Regions from separate parts of the Ovis aries genome. Here region 1 is linked to region 2. Evidence: chromatin contacts called from public Hi-C data. All regions are on one chromosome and are shown on one strand. Each heading gives the region's core, a stretch centred on a gene start, on an enhancer-like site or on the middle of the called end of the contact. The rest is flanking DNA. Distances are from core to core; before and after follow the strand shown.

Region 1 (6,734 bases), core at 3,534-6,033, 470 kb after region 2:
ACACCCCCACCTCTCTCACGCATGGCTCCCATTAGACAGTTGTTGCTCAGTTGCTAAGTCATGTCCGACTCTTTGCGACCCCATGGACTACCCTGCCAGGCTCCTCTGGCCATGGGATTTCCCAGTCTAGAGTACTGGAGGAGGTTGCCATGCCCTCCTCCAGGGGATCTTTTCCACCCAGGGATCGAACCTGCGTCTCCTGCATTGGCAGGTGGATTCTTTACCTCTGATCCACCAGGGAGGCCCATTAGACAGAGGGGGGAGCCATCACTTACTTATGTAGCACTTACTGTGTGTTAAAACAGTGCAAGAGGTAGGTTTTATGATTACCCCTGTGTTACAGAAGAAGACTTGGAGACCTAGAGAGCTTACATAACTCGCCCAGAATCCCATAATTGTGTATGGTACAGCCAGGATTCAGTCCTGGGCAGGCTGACTCCAGAGTCTGCGTGTTAATTCATTACCTGTCCTGCACTACCTGGTCCCAATGTCCTTATGCATTTGGCTCCAGACTCTGGGCAAGCAATTACTTTCTTACTATAACGTCATTTCTTCCAGTAAATGTGCAATGAAGTATCAGTGAGGTTATGGATTTTTTTAAGGATAAGAAGAATTTTCACCAGGCAAGAGGAGATTAGTTCCACTCGGTAACTCCGTGAACAGCTCCACTGCTGATATTCAAAGAGCCTTGCCACTCAGGGATTGTAGTCATTTGGTGACCAGCCCCGTCTCGCTCACCATCCGACAGCATCCGTGATGCTGGCTCTGACGTGGTCTGTCTGAAGCACAGTACAGAAATCAAGGAACCAGTTCCCATTTTGGTGCCATCTAATTTGCAGCCCCATTTACAGGGCTTGGCTTGACCTAGACATTTGGGGCATAGATTCTGTATCACCAGTTATCTACCTTCAACGTGGTTGTCTTCACCAGAAAGAATAGGCCCAAACTGTAGTCAACAGAGACATGTATAAATCAATAAGAGAGTCCCCAAAGAGGATGGTTTGTCGCTCACTCACTCAGTCATGTCCGATTCTTTTCAACCCCATGGACTGCTGCACACCAGGCTTCCCTGTTCCTCACCAACTCCCAGAGCTTGCTCAAACTAATGTCCATTGAATAGGTAATGCTATCCAACCGTCTCATCCTCTGTCACCCCCTTCTCCTGCCTTCAATCTTTCCCAACATCAGGGTCTTTTCCAATGAGTCAGTTCTTCACATCAGGTGGCCAAAGCACTGGGGTTTCCGCTTTAGCATCAGTCCTTCCAATGAATATTCAGGGTTAATTTCCTTTAGGATTGACTGGGTTGATCTCCTTGCTGTCCAAGGGACTCTCAAGAGTCTTAAATGATGATGGGTATGAATAAATAATGTTTAGAGCACTTTAAGGGGGCGAGACTGAGTAGGCTGGGATTCTGTTGGCATTGGGGAGAAGGCGCAGGATTAATTAGGGAGTTTATTGAAGCAAATTGTAAAGATACAACGGAGAGGAAGATGCGATACAGCTGCTGTTTGAAAGAAGGAGAGCATGGTATCCCTATGGCACAGCTTGACAAATGAGCTCCAGAGAAATTGAAACCATCACCAGTGATGTGAGCATGGCGCTTAACCTCCCTGGGTCCCATTTCTTCCATCTGTCAATATGGAGAACTGAGTACTGAAATCCAAAGAACACAGTGAAGCATTCTGAGATCTGAAGAAAAGCGTCACCATCATATATCCATGTATCTATTGGGTTAAGGAAAACCTGTTATTAGGAAGAAATGCCAGTGGCATATGACTCCTGATCTACCCCCAGCACCAGGAACTCAGATGTCTGTTGGGAAGGAAGCAAACGAAAGCATCCACATAGAAAAAAAAACGGGAGGCGTTCAGAGCCTTGCAAGTAACATACTTCTCTTTGGCATCATAAAAACAGCTTGGGCTCAGTCCAAGCCTAGTCTGTGCAAGCCCAGACCCACATCTCAAATGACTGCCCATTCCCTGCTTTTCTGGTTGGCGTCAGTCAGTCACACGTGGAATCAGATGTTGCCTTGCCAACGTGACTGATATGTTTCCAGGGGAGCTCTGTTTATGTCTTGATCCTTGTTTGTGTGATGCTCTATGTTTTATAACTTAAGTCTCCAGGAATTTTTCCCATGGCTGTGCATCATTTCTTATCACCCATAACCAAATATGGCAGCTTTAAATAGTGCTGTCATTTTCCTCAATTTCATTCATTGTGATATAATCAGGGATAGATTTCTGACATTGAGCATCTAATGGGGTTTCAGATTCAGAGAGTAACAATGAAAGAATTTTTTTCTCCTGGATATCTCTCAGTTGGGAGACACAGAGTGAAGTAGTCATGAGCGACAGGTGTAGAATTCATGTACATTTGCCCAGAGAAGCTCCAGGGGATAGAAGGACCCCAAGAGAGGCCCAAACTAGTGATTTTCTGCAGCAGGTGTGTAGATGTAATGAGCATCTTCACCCCCTTTTAGACTCATGCTGTCCCTTCCTGCCTCTGCACTGGCTCTTCGGATGATGGTGAAGGCATGGTTAGTCCATGATGGACACAAGAATGACTAACGAGGGACTCCAATTCCGCTGTCTTGCGTCCTTCTTCCTGTTACACAATTTACATAGTGATAGGGCCGTACATACTCAAATGGTCTTCTCCCTGTTTCTCTCCTGTTCCCCTGGTCACTGGGCTTTGTCCTTCAAGCTGTTTTATTTTCCCAGTCACCTGAGTGTTCTCTGCAGCTCAACATGAACACACATGAGGCAGAAAAATTGCAGTTGGTATCAGAGGGCAGTTCCCTGGTCTAAGCCACATTGGGAGAGAAATCCAATTTCAGACAGACCACCCCAGGGGGCACTGTCACACTGATGAAGGACTTCAGGATCCAAGAACCAGTGCCCCACTGGCAGAGGGTAAGCTCTGACTTCTTCACTCTGTACCCTCTGGACTGTGTCCTCAGTGGGAGAATAAAATTATACTCCCAAGTGCTTTGGGAATTTGTCTATTGGCTCACTGGGAAGGGATGGAGAACTCACCAGAAGAGCAGCTGAAAATCAGCCACAATTGGGGTTTGTGCAGATACAACAGGGCCTTGCAGCATTGTCTCCCCTGCTCCTTAGATGCTGCCTTGGGAGCAGCTGTTGTTAGCTGCAGTTTCTCAGCATTATCTCATGGTCTGGCTGTCCCTGGATAACAAAAGCCCAGAAAGCTGATTGAGATTAGCTCAGTATTGGCATAGATAGCTCCCCTTGTAGTGTCTGGGAACCCCAGTACAAAATGACATACCTTGATACTGACAGCAGGTTGTGCCATGACTGATATGTCCTTGAACTTGAAAGTTTACCTGTTCATAGCACTCCTGAGCTTAACACTGATTTTCTATCCTATCCGTGGACCTCGTAGATTCCTGGAATCATAAAGTCATATCATTTTCGATTTAGAATGGTCTTTAGGGAGCATCTGTTCCAGCGGTTTCATAGTAAGTGGAAGAAGCAAGCCTGGTTCAAGGCCAGGGCAGCAGTGGGAGCTGTAGAGTGGGGCCCTGTCTTGAGTGAACAGCCACCACTCAGCTCCAGCTGGTTGAGAATTGGGCCCAATGTGGCCAGATCATCCATTTTTAAAGCCAGAATCTGGATTTTTCTGGAAACATCCTAGTCACTTAATGTTGACAGCTTATCAAAATGAGTAAACACTACAAGTCAACAAGCAAGTGGTCTGTGGGCTGCAGGTCACTAGGGTATCACCTTTGATCTAGATCAGCTCCAGTGGAGTCTGGAGAGGGGTGTGCACTTGCCTGAGACCACACTGCTAAAGACCAGGAGCAGATTCTGAAATTCCTTCCTTCTCGTTCCGTCTCACTTTCCTGCAGAAAATGCCCCCCTGCCTCTGCCAGAGTGTGGTCCCCAGCTTTCTGGCTGGTTCTTGGCTCCATCCTTTGGCTCCCATGACTGCCTGGCCTAGGAACAACCATGTTTTTCTGCAGTATCGTGGGCTGCATCAGATGCCCTGGGCTTTGTGTCAGCAAGCGTGCATTTGAGTCCCAGTTCTTCCACTGATGAGCTGTCTAACTTTGGATACATCTCTCGAATGCCCTAGGGCTTTGATTTCTTTCCGAATACAATGAAAATAAGAATCTGGGCGCTACACAGCATCCAGTTTGAGGTTTACCTGAGAAGGTCTCATTGTATGTGAGATCACCCTGCAAACCAAAAACCAAGCATGCCTATCAAATTAGCATCCTCGTAAGAAAGACGTGAGTGGCAGAGAGGGGGCTACATGTCCTTGGACATCAACAGCTCAAAGGTGCTTCAGAGCCTATCCACGCTGCCCCTGGAGGACATGGGGACGCATATAACGGACACTGAGTGCTGTGCTATTGCCCAGCACAGAGCCTCCTTCATCCTAGGAAGTGATGAGGCCCTGGGCCGTTCTTTAGTTTCATCTACTGAGTTAAGGGCTATGTAGATGTTTCAGAGCAGACCCCTCTACACCTTCGGCCCCTGTGTCATTTAAACCAATCACCCATAACCCAAGGCAGTGCAGTCTGGGCCCATTCCCAGCTCACCAACCCCTCTGCCCTCCCCTGCCCAATGGCTGTGCTAACTGAATGCATACATGAATCTCGTTTCTGTCTCCGTTTCCAGGGACGCAGACCCGGCTATTTCTCCTTCCTGGACCCATTTTCTCCGGGCGTCTGGCTCTTCATGCTTCTAGCCTATCTGGCCGTCAGCTGCGTCCTCTTCCTCGTGGCTCGGTACTGGCTTCTCCCCTTCCCTGTCCTCACACCGCCATCTCGTGTCCACCTCTGGGAACTGCACGGGCAGGGGTGGGAGTAGGAGGGGGCGGCCTTGGTCCCAAACCAGAGGAATGGGAGGCGGGCTCAGGACCCGAGCCACTTGGCCCGGCTGTCAGCTGGGCACTGCCCGTCCATCCATCTATGTGCCCGTCCCCTGATATGCACAACATAGACAGGCGAGCTTGTCCGAATTTGTGCCCCTTGCCTCTTACCCCTCTCATTCCCCAGTCTCCAGCCCCCTGCCTTGGGAGAGAGAGGAGGGGAGGAAGGTGGTGGGAAGATTACTCTGATTAAGTGTTCTGCCTTTGGCTGCCCTGGCATCTGTCCTCGCCAGGACCTGCCACAAAGTGCTGAGTGACAGGAAACAGAGGCTGCAAATCCGGAGTTGGGAACCGGCAGCCTCAGTGACACAGGCAAGGGAGACGGCCTCCTCTGCAGAGGGCCTGGCCCTTCCCCAGCCCGGTCTGTCTGTGAAAACACAGCTGCCTTGTTGAATGGAGACCGTGCAGGGAGGCTGGCAGCAGCAGGGCAGGATGGAGAGCAGTGTTGGCAAGCAGCGCTGAGTTGAGACACATGGTCCAGATCCAGGGTCGGGGAGGACAAGAAACCCATCCCCCATCTCCCTGGACACGAGAGAGTGTCCCTGAGCCCAGGAAGAAGCCAAGGAGCATCCCAAGAGGATGCGCAGAGAGGGTCATTTCTCTCTGAGGCTAAGTTGGGCTTCAGAAGAGCCCACTTACTATCCAGAGGCAGAGCCAGCTCCCGTGGTTCAGGGTCATTCATACAGAGCCCTGCTTCCTGCTCAGAACTCAGCTGATCACCTCAGGGGAGCCAAGACCCACTCAGATTGAGAGTCTAGGGGGCTGACAGTGGCTCTGGTCCAGCTGTCTGCTCTCCTCTGCCTTGGGGCTACAGGGGCAGCGCTGGCCTATTCTGAGGTGAATGGTCCACCTCTATGAGGTGGGGTCTTCCCCAGAAGCACGTTTATTCATTGCTCAAGGGGAGCCTGTGCTCCCTCCAGCTAGAAGATGGAACTCCCAGGAGGGAGGGGATGCGTGTATAATTATGGGTGATTTCCATCACTGGGCTTCCCTGGAGGCTCAAAGGTTAAAGCATCCACCTGGAATGTGGGAGACCTGGTTTCTTCGATCCCTGGGTAGGGAAGATCCCCTGGAGAAGGAAATGGCAACCCACTCCAGTACTCTTGCCTGGAGAATCCCATGGAGGGAGGAGCCTGGTAGGTAGGCTACAGTCCATGGGGTCGCAAAGAGTCGGACACAACTGAGCATCTTCACTCACTCACTCATTCACAGAGGAGACCAGCCTTCCCTGGTGGCTCAGGTGGTAAAGAATCCTCCGCTTGCAATGCATGAGACCCAGGTTCGATCCCTGGGTCGGGAAGATCCCCTGGAAAAGGAAATAGCTACCAACTCCAGTATTCTTGCCTAGAGAATCCCATGAACAGAGAAGCTTGGTGGGCTACGTTGGTGGGCTCTCAAAGCACAACCAAACAACTAACAGACACACACATACACACACACACAGACACACACACACACCAGGAACCAACACAACATTGTAAAGCAATTTCCCCCCAGTTAAAAATGAATTTTAAAAAATGAAAATGGAGCCCCAAGGATCTTCGGAGTACAAACCCCTAGGGCAGTTCCCTACCTGCCCAAGAGGCATGGCATCACCCACTCCATGCCTCTTCCAGTGGAGATCAAAGCCAGGTTCAGGAAGTCGTTCCCGACCCCTGAGACCCAGCCAAAGGGGGAAAGGCCTTGCTTACAACCTGGTCATCATCACAGGGTGCTGCGTGTGCCGCTTGGTGCCACCTACCCTCCTTGGGCCTGTAGCCATGCCCACTGTCAAGAATCTGTTGTCAGTGTCGACTGGCAAGGCGCGGGAGCTGGCACGCCATCTGACACGTCCCCT
Region 2 (7,081 bases), core at 450-2,949:
TCTTTTCAAGAAGGTGAGAAACTGGGGTCCTCATTAGACCACAGTCAAGACCCATCAGCAATTCCGTTGCTCTCGCCAACAACTTCTCCCCCTCCCCGCCTCCAGTTATCAGGAGACAAAGGAATAAGATGAGACATTTCACACAGATGGTACTTTTCCTCCCAAACACTTAAGCCTCTATGGTCTTGCTCATCTCACATCTCTCCAAGAAAAGGCCCAGGATCCAGGATCGGCCTTTCAGAGTCTGAAGTACCTTCAGAGATTATTCAGTCTGCTTCCCTCATGTCTAGGGATGTGAACACTGAAGGGGAGGGATGTGAAGTCCCCTGCCCGGAGTGGATCCCAGGAATGCCCCTTGCACCTCCAGTGTGCTGTCTGCTTGGTCCATGCAGCCATGTGTCCACTTGGCAAATGAGGCCCTGCGTGAGAAGACGGAGGAGCTGGAATTAGATGGTTCTGTGGGGCTGATTCATCCGGGGGTGTGGCTGATTCTCCCCTGGGTGTGGCTGGTTTACTGGGGGTATCTTAAGCTTTAGCAGCTTTCTTATGTGAAATGTGATTAGGGTCATCTTCACACATACCTTGCAGAGTTGATGCAAAGGTTCCTGAAAACCACACCTGTTAAGCAGTATTGGTGTTTTCCCTAGCGAGCAGTCGCCATGCCCAGCTAGCGGAGGTGGGCATGGGAAGCCAGCACTCTTGCGACCCCTGTTCATCCCTGCAGCCCTGGGTGGCCGAGAAGTGGTAAGAGTGGGGTGGTGAGCCTGGGGAACGCAGCATCATCGTCCAGGTTTCAGCTTTTTATGCCCAAGACCCAACCCAGGACATCTGGGAACAAACCCTTCTCTGAGGACTGACTACCTTGCCGGTGGGCAGAGCGTTGAGTGCGGGCGGCTCAAGCCGTTGACGATGGCAAGACTCTGGGATGAGTGCCTTGTTTGTCCCAGACAGAGATCGTGTGGGTGGGAAAGGAGGAAGTCCCCCTCTGAGGAGGTCACATGTCCTCGGGTCTCCCTCCTCAGGATCCCCGATTCCCCAGCTCCTCCGGAGGACAGCGGTGATGTAGTACAATGAGCCATGGCGGCATGTCAGAAAGCTTTATTGCCCCCCTGGTCCTGATGCTCACTACCTCGTTTACCTGGAGCCCAAGGCTCCTGGGCTGGGATCCTCATCCGTGGCATGAGGATGACGGCTCCTCCAAAGATTTTTGTATTCATAAAATAGTGCCCTGGAACTACTAAGTGCAAGCCGTCTCTCTCCAGCCTCCTGGGACAAATTGTTCTTTTCTCTTCGCCGACTTCACACTCCTCTCCAGCCTAGCCACCACCGAGGCCACAGTCTCCAGAAACCAGCACGCTCTTCCCTTGCGCTGTTCCCCGAGAGCCCCACCAGGAGGCGCCCTTTGCCCGCCGAAGCGGGCCGGGCTCGAACTCCTCCGGGCCGGAGTGGGCACCCCTTTGCGCAGGGCGGTGCTGGGTGCGGGTTGCGCCCGGGGTCCCCCGGAGGTCGATCCAGCGCAGCGCCCGCACCGCGTCCTGCGGCCGCTTGGTCGCGCGCGTACCCCGCGACCCTGCTCGCAGCTGCGGCCCCGGCCCCGCGCCTCTCGTTCGGCCTCGGTCCCCGGGGCGGCGGCAAGTTTGCTCACGGTCGCTCGGGCCCCTCGCCGCCGCTCTCCTCCGGCGCCTGGGCCCCGAGCGCGCCGGGCTAGAGGGCTACGAGGGCGGGCGGGCGGCTGGGCGCTCGGGCCCCGAAGGGGCGCCCCCCCCCGGCCGGCGTGCGCGGGCCGCCGTAGTTCCCGCGCTGCCCGCCGGGCGGCGCCGCGCACCTCGGCCGCGCTCCTCCCGCGCTGCCGGCTCCACGCTCGCTCGCAGCCGGACACAGACTCTGCCTTCAGCTGCCGGCGGATCGCGCTGGAGCCGCCGCGGCGGCTGCGGAAGAAGGAAAAAAAAAAAAAAAAAGGAAAACAACAGCCCGGCGGCCGGCGGAGCAGCGCCCGGCCCGAGCTCAGCCCCCGGAGTGCGGAGCCGCCCAGGTAAGGGCAGGGCCCGCCGCGGCGCCCCCGGCCCGCACCTGCGCTGCCCCCGCGCCCCCCGCGTCCTATCCGCGCGGAGCCCCGCGCGCGCCCCCTCCCGCGCCCGGATTCCCTACTTCTGACGTCTCTGCCTCTCCTGCCCTCCGGGGCCGCGGCCCCGCACCCCGCCCCCGCCCCCACCCCCTTCCCGGCGCCCTTCCCTCCGTCTCCCGCCTTCAGCCAGCCTGTCCCCTGCACTCCGGTCTCTGCGTCTCCCGATCGGGCTCCGAACCCCCATCGCTCTGCGCCCGTAGTTCCTCCGGTCTCCATCCCCATTTCCCTCCCTCCGCATCCCTTCCCCGGGCTCACCGTCTTCCCGGTCGGGTCCTCCCTCTGCCCCCGTGCAACTCCCAGCCCTGCCTCTGCCCCCTGCAGGGATGACGGCCCCTTCCCCACCCCGGCGCTTCTCCCCCGCACCTCGTCACCCTCCGCTTCTCTGGTCGTCTCGGTCCCCGGCTACAGTGCCCCATCCCAGCCCGGAGCCCACGAAGCCCCCTCCTCCAGTCCTCGCTGCCATCTGCCTCGACTGCCCCCGACCCCTGCCCAGCACTCCGGCCACCCCCCCCCCCCCCCCAATCCTTCGCGCCGTCTCGCCTCGGGGAGAATAGCGTCGTATCAGAAACGACCCTCTTTTCCCTGGACTACTGAGGTTCCCACCCATCCCACCCTAGTTCACCCGAGTGGGAAGTGAGGGAGAAACTCTAGAGACCTGCATTTGGGCGTGTGATGGGGGAGGGGGCTGGGGCGGAGCGGGGGGGAGGGGAGCTGAAAGCGAGCTCCTCTCTAGTGAGGACTGGCGAGCGGTGAGCGGCTCAGACCTGGCCGGAGGAGAGGGCCAGCTTGCGACAGCTGGGACAGGGGTTTCTAGGCTCCGGAAGCACCTGTGTCTCTTTCGCTGGCTCCCTTGAGCTGAGGAAAGTGATGGGGGAGGAGTTGGAGCCCAGGGAGAGTTGGCGAGGGCCTTTGGGCTGGGAAGGCCCGCAGCCGGGAGGACCTTGGCCCTCTGGGCTGCCGGGCTGGCAGTGGCCGGGCAATGCGGCCAGCGTCTCCCCCTCCGGACCTCGGGCCGCACAGCTCTTGGCACCTCTACTTCATGCTGCCATCTTCCTCCTGGTGCTGTTGTCTGGTGATGCCATGAGGTGCCACCTCCCTGCCTCCCTCCAGTGGCTCTCCTGGGCATGTTCTCCCAAGGGCCTGGGTTGTCTGGAAAGCAGAGGGACCCCTGGGCTTGGCTGGGCCCCGGAGTCAGGCAGTGGACGCCAGTAAGGACCAGACGGAGACATCTCGGGACTGGCCAAGTGCCCGGAGCCTTGCCAGGGACAATGAGAACTGCCTTCATCTAAGCTCCCTGTGGGTCACCTGGGTGATGGGGTGCTTCCAGGAGCACCTGCCAGTGGTGGGTGTGGTATCCCCTGGGAGAGAGGCTGTCTGGGTTGACAGCGGGCCGCCAGAGAGAGGACTCTGGTCCTGTTTGCTCCCGGAGTGTCTGTGCTTATGTGATGGGCGAGGGCTGGGGAGAGGTCCTCTGCGCTCTGGTCCGACTCCGGGAGGAACCCTGGGAACTCCGCTGGGCGTCGTCAGGCTCTATTTGCTGAAGCTGCAGCTTGTGCCTCTTCATTAATCAGGTTTATTATTTTCCTCACTGGCTGGATGTGTTCCTCAAGGTCACGACCCTTTGGAGAGTTAATCTAATATGCACACATTACAGTGTCTGGGTTTGTTTAATTTTCCGTATTTTGTTCATTTCTCGTGGAGCGAGCCGTCCATGGAGCTGCGGCCCGGGCTTGCCCATCAGCCTCCAGCCTGCCTCTCCAGCTACATCCCTATCCTCCTCTGGACCTGCCAGCTGAGACCAAAGATGAATCTGGCTCCTGGAGTTCTTGGGAGAGCCTGGTGGAGGAGGGCAGGGGTTAGGGGAGGGGGGTTGAGAGGAGGTTCTGATTTTCTGTGTTTCCCCATCCCCCCCGCCCACCCTCCTAGGCATCTTGATCATTGGCTAGCATTTTCCCCAGCACCTGAAGTTCTTCCTAGAGACTGGCTCTGCTGCTTGGTCTGGCTTCCCAATGTGGTTTTCCCTGCGGATGGAGAGGGAACTTTGCCTGGTGGCAGAGAAGTGGAGACTCTGAGGAGAAGGTCCCAGCTTCTGGAGCATAGGATCTCCTGGACAGTGGGCCTCAGCTGTGCCTGGTGTGATTCTCAGCCCAACTGAGAGGCAAGAAAGGAAGGAAGAGGGCAGGATGACCTGTCCTGGGAGATAAGAAAAACTACTCAGAAAACAAGAGGAACATCGAATGTGAAGCTGGTTGCCGTGCGGCTGGTGCGGGTGGGCAGCAGGCAGAGAATGCGTGTGGGAAGCAGACGTCTCTTGCTGCTTCTGCACAGTACAAGGTGAATCCCTTACGTGGTGATTGAGTTCTGCAGTTTTCCAAATGCTTTTTAGAAAAATTACTCGATCTGAACCAGACAAGCGTTTTGTCTATACCAGTGCCCTTCGGGGAGGTGTTATTGATCCCCTGAAAACAGGCTCGAAGAGGTTAAACACCTCGTCTGAGGCTCTGCAGCCACACCTGAAGCCTCCGGACTCCCGGCCCAGCTCTTGTGCTGTTGTACGGGTGCTCAGTGACTGCAGCTGTGTCCGACTCTGCGCTACCCTATGGGCTGTAGCCTGCCTCTCTCCTCTGGCCGTGGTATCTCTCAGGCAGGAACACTGGAGTGGGTTGCCGTGACACCTTCCCGACCCAGGGATCGAACCTGAGTCCCTTTTGTCTTCTAGTATTGGTAGGTGGGGTCTGGACCACTGGTGCCACCTGGGAAACTACTTGTTGCTTTCTCAGTTCTTGCTGCTGTTCAGCCCTCCTTCTCCACATCCCAGGCTTCAGCCCTCACATTCGCCGGTGTCAGCTCAGCACCCCTCCTTGCTGGGGGCGCTGGCTCCCCGCCCCTGCCCCGGTCTGCAGCCTGGCTGGTCCAGGGTTCTGCATTCTCCCTGCCCCTAGACTGGCTGCACTGGCGCCCTGGCTGTCCTCCCCCCACCTCCCCAGCCCGTGGCTTCCTGTGGACCCCCGCCTGCAGAGTTCCCAGTTCTCCCAGGCACACGTCCTGGGGGCCTTGCATTCCTCAGCTCCCCCATCCCACCCTCCTGCACCTTGTCTCTCGAGCCTTGGTTCTCTGGGACACTGCTGGTGCCCAGCCTGACCTTTTCCCCTGGCTACTATCCCACGTGGGGCTTCAGCGGCCCAGCCTTGGGTTATAGTAACGTAGCCTCCTCCCTGGGCAGGCTGCAGGCACCTGGCCTCCACGCCTGCCTTCCGGCAAAGGATAGTGTTTGGAACATGTGATCGGGTCTTCAGAGCATCAGTGGTCCCCTCGGGTTCCTGGATGGAGTTCCCAGACTGTGGCCTGGAGTTTATGGCATCGACACGCTGGTCCCAACTCTGTGCCTCTGGACCTGACCCTCTGCCCTCTATCTGCCTACCCTCCCCCGAGGCACTCTATGCTTTGCCTTGTCCTTTCCTCCTCCTTTCTGCCCACCCACACCCTCCCCAGCCTTCAGGGTGCCTCTGGAGCCACACAAGGTATAGCCTTCCATCCCCAAAGTGTGACAGCTTCAGCAGCTCATGTCGGGCAGACCTGGGGTTCATATTCTGGTGTCACTCCCTGGGTGTGAACAAATTGCTTAACTTCTCTGAGCCTCACTTGCCTCACCTGTAAAATGGGAACAGTCTTTTCTGCCTGAAAGGCTTGTTGTTGGCATGAATGTGAGCAGAAGGGACTGCGGTTTGTCAGCCTAGGAGGTGCCCGGGGAGTGTCCCCAGGTGGCTCCTCCCACACAGCCTCTGTGGTTTAGCTCCCAGCACCTGCCTGCTGTCCCTGCTTGTCTCCCACCTGGATGGCCAGTCCCCTAAGGAACAAGGCCTTTGGTGCCTTGGCACATCCTCAACTCCAAAGGAGCAAGCCCTGTCCTTCAACATCCCAGAAATTGGCCCCTGCCCCTAGCAGAAATGTGAGAAATAGTTGTTTCTTGATTATAATATATGGTTACATAAAATAGGGTATGCCTTACCTGTAGCAAATCCAATAGGAAAAAACCATTTTAAGCCACAGTACCAGCTGAGAGAAATGGTGGGGAGGAAGTAGAGGCTCAATTTAATGTATTGCCTGCAAAGTTGGTTCATTTCTCTCGGTCACCCCGGAGACCCCGTGAATTAGATCTGATCATCTCTTACAGATGAGGAAGGGGGCCCGCAGAGGGCCCTGCGAGGTAGCCTACAGCTCAGGGAGCGCTCCAGAACCCCACTTCCTTCCCCTCGACTGAGGCCAGAAAAGGGGAAGAAGAGGCTGTTTATGAAAAGATACATCGCAGGTTTTCCTTCAGCAACTGAGCGTCTCTGTCACCTCTGTGCAGCCCAGCAGGGATTGGGGGGTTACCAGCACCTTGGGGAGGCAGGATCCCTTCCAGCAGGGTTATGAGCAGGTGGAGAGCACAGGCGGGCACATGGCGTGGTTGGTGCGGTTGGCATGTGCAGCATGGGCATGAACCTGCAGTGGCCGCTGGCCGAGCCAAGTGTTCACCCAGGGCTGGAGCGCAGGGATGCACAGGCTGAGTGGGGACGGGGGTGCCCTGGCACCTGGGTGATGGCGAAAGAGATGGGACAGGTGAGGCTGGGTCCTCTCGGTGGGGAGGAAGGCGGGCAGGGCTGGGGCAGAACTAACTGGAGTCTGCAGAACCCTGAGAGCCAAAGAGAAAAGGTTCAGCATCCTAGGGCAGAGGCAACTGGGTGCCCAGAAGGGGTGAGGGACCGGGATGAGGGTGACTGCAGAAAGGGGGTGCACTTGAGTGACATTTCCAAGGAGCGGCAGACGTGCTGACAGCTTGAGCACACAGATGAGGGAGCAGGAAGTGTCGAAGGGAACTTTGAGATTTCCAGCCTGGTTTTCTTTCGGGAACAAGGCAGCCAAGAAGGTAGGCAGGTCTGAAGGAGGCTGGGGAGTGTGTGCCCAGAAATGCTG

The links. Hi-C and Micro-C count contacts between places; a contact is called where the count stands out from the background.
Region 1: a Hi-C map of liver shows a contact between it and region 2, with 8 times the contacts expected there. The contact joins two enhancer-like sites. A contact is called at or near these places in 5 of 16 Hi-C or Micro-C datasets (hypothalamus, liver, omental adipose tissue and 1 more).

Annotation. Positions count from the first base shown.
Region 1 is chr15:31,291,293-31,298,026 of ARS-UI_Ramb_v3.0, forward strand. GRIK4 (glutamate ionotropic receptor kainate type subunit 4) reads left to right here. Exons shown (of 21, transcript XM_042232998.1): 14 at 4,645-4,754. Among named protein-coding and RNA genes, the nearest start is that of TBCEL, 75 kb to the right of the region's middle. Within about 2 kb of position 4,784, at least 16 of the 54 cell types and tissues checked have an H3K27ac peak or open chromatin away from gene starts, as enhancers often do. A contact at or near this core is called in hypothalamus and liver, where this site is marked.
Region 2 is chr15:30,823,087-30,830,167 of ARS-UI_Ramb_v3.0, forward strand. LOC121816658 (putative HTLV-1-related endogenous sequence) reads left to right here. Exons shown (of 4, transcript XM_042232819.1): 2 at 648-744; 3 at 1,316-2,032. Among named protein-coding and RNA genes, the nearest start is that of GRIK4, 100 kb to the right of the region's middle. Within about 2 kb of position 1,700, at least 9 of the 54 cell types and tissues checked have an H3K27ac peak or open chromatin away from gene starts, as enhancers often do. A contact at or near this core is called in hypothalamus and liver, where this site is marked.